2 separate regions of the Anser cygnoides genome follow, and region 1 is linked to region 2. The links are chromatin contacts, called in public Hi-C maps. All regions are on one chromosome and are shown on one strand. The core of a region is the stretch at or near the end of the contact, and the rest is flanking DNA. Distances in the headings are between cores, read along the strand shown.

Region 1 (2,782 bases), core at 110-2,609, 330 kb after region 2:
GGGGCGACTCTAAAGAAACAGCACCAAATGGCAGAGTCAGTCCCTTGGTTGGCTTTGTCTCTCCTTTGCAAGCAATACAAGAAAGGCCCCTATTTTGCCCCATTTTGTACCTTTCTTCCCTCCTCCAGTTTGCCCGGTTTATGTCTGTATTAATCGCAGAAGACTTTATGCCCAGGTATGGAACACACAGAGCCATTTTACATTAAAGATCTTTCAGTCCAGCACAGCTGAATAAAATAAATAAATAAATAAATAAAATGCTTGTAATAACAAAAAGCTAATTTTAGCAGCTCCGTCAGTAACTGTGAGCCTCAGAGGAATGTTTCACCTTTTTTTATCCCAGTTTTAGCAATTTTCTGGGAGAAGACATCCTCTTACTAGTTTTGATGCTAACATTCGCTGCTGCCTGGGGCCAGCACACGAGACCATATGTAGTGGTTTAGGGATATTTTCTGAACACAATTAGCTCAGAGATGTTTAATAAATACACAAATTCATCTCGCAGGAATGGGAGCTTATCATCCCATAACAAGATCTGTAAATGCCAGAGACCATTCTTCAACCTGAGCCTGTGCAAGGGGCTCGGTGCAAGAACGAGTGGCAGCTGCATGGAGCAAACCCCTCACCTCTTTGTCGCTGGGTTTGCTGGAGCATTTTTGCATTGAGAAAGAGGAGACCGGTGTTTGCAACCTCTCCTGAGCTTTGCTGCTCGCTCCCTACCTGTACTGTCCTCATAAAGTATAAAATAGTGCCATCTACTGACATTGCATGTCCACGCTCTCCCAAACATCTGAAACAACCGCTGGGTACTCAGCAGGAAACCTCAAGAGCTGATTTTTCTATCCCTTGCTCATTGGGTGAACTCTCAGAGGCACGCTGTTTGGCTGGTACTAAAACAGCCATAAGCTAACATTTGCAAAGAACATGAATTTCTGATAACACCAAAGTCATGGGGTAAGCATGAGATCAGCCCCAAAGGTAAAAACACCCAGCATGCTTTCACGTCTTGAACCCCCAGTCACCCAAATGTCAACCACAAGAGCAAACCAACATGATGTATGCATGCCTACTAACAGTAAGGAGGGTTTATTTTGAGATACATGTATACAGCAAGTTTTTGAAGTACACAAACTACATAAAAATTGTGCACTCATCTCAGAAGAGCCTTGGTTTGGGAAAAACTGCAGCTTGCAGCACCTACAGCAGCATGTCCCAGAGGGTGTTTCCCAGCTCCCTGCAGAAGCTGGCATTTTCCCTATCTCCCCACGTGGGCGAGGAGCACGCAGTCCTCCCCAGGCTGGCTCCTGCAAGCCGCTCGGCTCTCCACGTCCCTGCTCCTCCGTCCTCCCACCCATCTAATTGCAGCAGGCTCCGGATCCTCGGCCAGAAGTCCCGGCGTGACAAATGAAGCTGTGTAACTTTCCATTTACCAGCCTCCTCGAAGAGGATATGCAAGCGCTTGATTACAGCACGTTATCAGATACCAGCACTGGGATTTTTCCCTCTCCTGTTGTTTTTACGGCGACGATAAGTTGTTACGATCTTTATTTTACAAGACAGCGCTCGTTGGCCGGGCCGACGGAGCGGGGTCGCTGATTGCCATGACTTCCCTGCAGGTATAAAGACCGGTGATTTATGGCAGGGGAAATTCATATTAACCATAAATATCTTAATAACCAGCCGTCTGGGGGAGAGAGCGGGCTGTGCATCCAGCGCAGACTAATTGCTGTTTAATGGGCAGCATCTACGGCGCTCTCCAAAACAATGCTCCTGGCAGAGGGTGTTGCTGAGGTTATAGAAAGGGCTTTTAATCTGCAAGAGGAAACAAGCCACGGCAGTGCAGGCTGCTGCTCTGGGCTCAGCCCTGCTAGCCTGCAAGAGCTGGTTATCTCGTAGCAAAAACAGAGATGCTGTCTCCTGCCCACAGCCAACAGCTGGACCCAAAACACCCAACTACCTCCAGCTACCCTTGCCAAAAAGGGCCCTCAGACCTCCTGCACATCGAGATGAAGACTGGAAACACAATCTCTGGCTAATTTTGTAATATTCTGGGTGCTTTTTAGCCAGGAAGGCTTACCGGGAGCCTGGGGCTAAGTTGGAAGAGGAGGTGGAAGGTGGACGCCAGGATGCTGTGGTTTTCTACACAAGCTTCCTGCACAGTTAGGTGGGAGGTCTGGAGACCTCTCTGCTGTTTGACCACCTGCTGGGCCTCGTGTCCAAAAATAGCTGTTGCTCACCAGCTCACCCCATTGCTTTTTTGTTCTTAATTCAGCAGAGACTGCTCTTTGGAGCGCTGCCTTCCCCCAGGTACCTGCCTCCCCACTCCTCTCTCAACTCAGACTTCAAAGAAACCCAGTCCTTGTGGCACTTTCACTGAAGGGGGAGATAAATGAGCCTGAGGATAGCTCTCATTTTTTAACGTAAATCCCATGGCTTTTGGTTCACAGGATCTCTTTCAACCCATAGGGAGGTTTCATCTGCATTGCATCCTCTGCAGAGCTCTAAGCCAAAGGACCTCCTCAGGGTTTACCCCCAGATTAAGGTACTAATGAAAATAAAAGGACTAGGATGTGACCCATGGTTCTGCCTAGATGTAGGATCATTTACCGTTTCTTTGAGATCAGCTGGCAGGAAACACCACTCATATTTTAAATGTCTCCTGCCTTTCTATCCAGGATCGTTATTACGAGAGAGCTCTACACAGAAGTGAGTGATGAGGAGCCACAAAAATTAGTTCAAAGGTCTGGCCGTTTCCCTGTTTAGCCATGCTATTTGATGGTGT
Region 2 (3,127 bases), core at 395-2,894:
GGATTTATTTTTACAGTATTGGCGGCTTTGAACTCCTGTAAAGCCAGAAGCCTTGTCGCAGCATGAGAGGCACCCTGTTTTCATAAAATAACCATGCATCACCAAGGAGTTCAAAGCAGAGAGGAGAAATTTTTACTCTTTCATCCTGTAGAGACGCTAACTTCCCATGATTTTAAACAAGAGGGACACACTGCTAATTTTGTGACCTTCTCTATGGGAAGGAAACACATACCAACAGTGGCTGAAGGCTCCACTAACATCTTGCAGGCCACAGAAAAAAAGGGGACCTGGGTACACTCACTTTGCCTAAGTTGACTCCATTCACTCCTGACTCAAAGTCGGAGGGCAATTTCCCTGTTTAGACAATGAACACAAACAGGTTCCTTTAAACAAAGGACACAGAGGCTGGTTTTGGATGAACCACTTTCGGGACAAGTCTCCCTTTGCAAAGCCTATATGGAGCTCAAGAAATTAAGTTCTTAGAGTGAGGTGCGAAAACCTGGTGAAACACAAACAAAATGCAGCACACACCTGCCACGGCCTATCTGTGGGAGATCACAGAACGGCTCGGGTGGGAAGGGACCTCAAAGATCATCCAGTTCCCACCCCCTGCCATGGGCGGGGACACCACCCACTGGATCAGGCTGGCCAAGGCCCCATCCAGCCTGGCCTTGGGCACCTCCAGGGATGGGGCAGCCACATCCTCCGGGCAACCTGTGCCAGCGCCTCACCACCCTTACAGCGCAGAACTTCCTCCTAATGCCTAGTCTGAATCTCTTCTCTTTTAGTTTAAGACCATTCCCCCTCATCCTATCACTACCTGCCCAAGCAGAGCCCCCCTTCCATCCTTTTCTTTATCCCTTTTAGCATTGAAAGGCTGCAGCGAGGTTTCCCCGGATGCTTCCCTTCTGCAAGCTGCACACCCCCGGCCTTTCCTCACAGGGGCACACCCCAGGCACGGCAGAGCTTTGCATTTGCTGACCCGCAGCGCACCGGAGGTGCACGGGGTGACGATCTCAGCTCTCTGCCGCCGCCGCCACCACGATCACCACCTCCATCGCCTCCTCCACCACCACCACCACTTCCACCACCACCTCAACCGCCAGCTCCACCTCCGCCGCCTCCATCCTTGCCTTCACTACCATCACCACTACCTCCATCGCTCCCACCACCACGCCCAGGACCACCTCCTCCTCCACCACCACCCCCACCTCCGTCACCATCACCCCCAGAACCTCCACCACCCCCACCTCCTCACCCTCCCCCCCGTACCTTGAAGTTGGGGATGCGGCCGTGCACGGGCCGGGGTCTCTCCGCCAGGCCGCTGCTCTCCAGGTAGCCCCACACCAGCTCCCGGACGCCGCCCTTAGATGTCCCTGAGGGAACGGGGGGCAGCGCTCAGCTACAGCCCCCCCTAAATCCCCTCAGCCCAACCGCCGCCCCCAACGGTCACCCTCGCGCCCCCCCCGGCCGTGACGTAACGCCCCGCGTGACGTCACGCCCCCCACCGTGACGTCGCGCCCCCGCGCCCCGCCCCCGCCGCTCACCCGCGCGCGGCCCCGCGCCCCCCTGCATGGCGGCGAGAGCCGCCCAGGGGTGGGGCTTCCGGCCCCGGCTTGGCTCCGCCCACCGCTCCGGGAGGCTACGGCGGGGCGGAGGGGACAAAAAGGTGCGAGGGCGAAGGGGAAATGGGGGGGGGGGGAATAGGAATAGGAATAGGAATAGGAATAGGAATAGGAATAGGAATAGGAATAGGAATAGGAATAGGAATAGGAATAGGAATAGGAATAGGAATAGGAATAGGAATAGGAATAGGAATAGGAATAGGAATAGGAATAGGAATAGGAATAGGAATAGGAATAGGAATAGGAATAGGAATAGGAATAGGAATAGGAATAGGAATAGGAATAGGAATAGGAATAGGAATAGGAATAGGAATAGGAATAGGAATAGGAATGAACGCCCCAAAGAGAAGCCCCCTCTCCCGCCATAGCCTGTTCTGCAGTGCCACACGCTGTGAGGAAAACCCCAAGCCCAACCCATGGGCCTTTCCCCGAGTCATGCCCCAAAATCCCGGCCATGTCCCCGTGCTTTGCCAGCCCCCGAGGGGCCGCGTTTTGACTTAAGGTTCACAGCAGAAATCAGGGAGAGCTTATGTACAGAAACAGGGCGCAGCACAGCCCCCCAGGATCCCATAGCCTTCCTTTCAGTCGTATGTTTTACCTGGAAAAAAGCACACTTCTCATAAAACAAACTCCCAAATCAACTATTTAATCAGTTATTTTTCCATTTAAAGTCATCCAGTCATACATAAAGCACTACCCAGCCTTTACGTGCGATTCCAGGTCCGCCAGCATCTGCGAAGCACGCTTCTCACCCACATATAATGGGATGGCAAACGATTTATTTGCCCGATTTATTATTTATGGGACGGATGCATTCCCCAAGCACCCCGAGAAAAGCAGAGCGGGACAGGAGGGCTGTGGGAGCGACGAGCCATGGCTTTGTCTTAAAGCCTCTCAGGGAAGAATGGGACATGGCTTTGGGGTTCGGTTTCTGATCTGCTTGGCTCGGGTGCTGCCGATACACGTCCACGGCCGGAGCTGACTGTTGCTTTGCCAGCCCAAAAAGCGGAACAAATTAGGATGCTCTTCTCTGAATAGTTGCAGATGTTTCGCTGGGCAGATGCAAGTGCATTTTCTTTCTGGGGCTGCTGTTGGTTGCCGAGCTGTTTTTTTCACAGCGCAAAGCAAAGGCCACGGCTCCACTGGGCCCGGGAGTCTTTCCCCCTCCAACAATTTGTTTTTCAAGCTCAAACCGATACCGTGGACTTGGGCTAAACGCTGTGGTGAGCCTGGGGCTTCACCTTCCCACCGAAACCCCTCGTCAGCATTTGGAGAAAGAACTCGGAGCCCTGGTTCCGCAATGGGGTGCGCTTAGGAAGAGCCTTTTCACTACCTCCGAGTGCTGCTGGAGCCAGTGGGAATCCGTCCAGGCATAATAGACCACCCATGTGGAGCTGGGCCTAAATGTTTGAAGCTCATTCCTCCACTTCCTACTCACGGAAAACTCCCAGCGACTTTGATATCTCAGCGGGGAGTTCGGGATTGGGCCTTTGGTGAGCAAT

Evidence for each region. A called contact is a pair of places that touch in the nucleus more often than the background predicts.
Region 1: a contact with region 2 is called in a Hi-C map of granulosa cells, with 4 times the contacts expected there. The contact joins the enhancer-like site here to the promoter of MTHFSD in region 2. A contact is called at or near these places in 4 of 7 Hi-C or Micro-C datasets (granulosa cells and liver).

The regions. Positions count from the first base shown.
Region 1 is chr12:3,441,527-3,444,308 of Taihu_goose_T2T_genome, forward strand. No RefSeq gene overlaps it. Among named protein-coding and RNA genes, the nearest start is that of ZDHHC7, 33 kb to the right of the region's middle. Within about 2 kb of position 1,360, at least 1 of the 3 cell types and tissues checked has open chromatin away from gene starts, as enhancers often do.
Region 2 is chr12:3,109,950-3,113,076 of Taihu_goose_T2T_genome, forward strand. MTHFSD (methenyltetrahydrofolate synthetase domain containing) reads right to left here and starts at 1,645. Exons shown (of 10, transcript XM_048075141.2): 1 at 1,548-1,645; 2 at 1,273-1,376. The coding sequence starts at 1,575.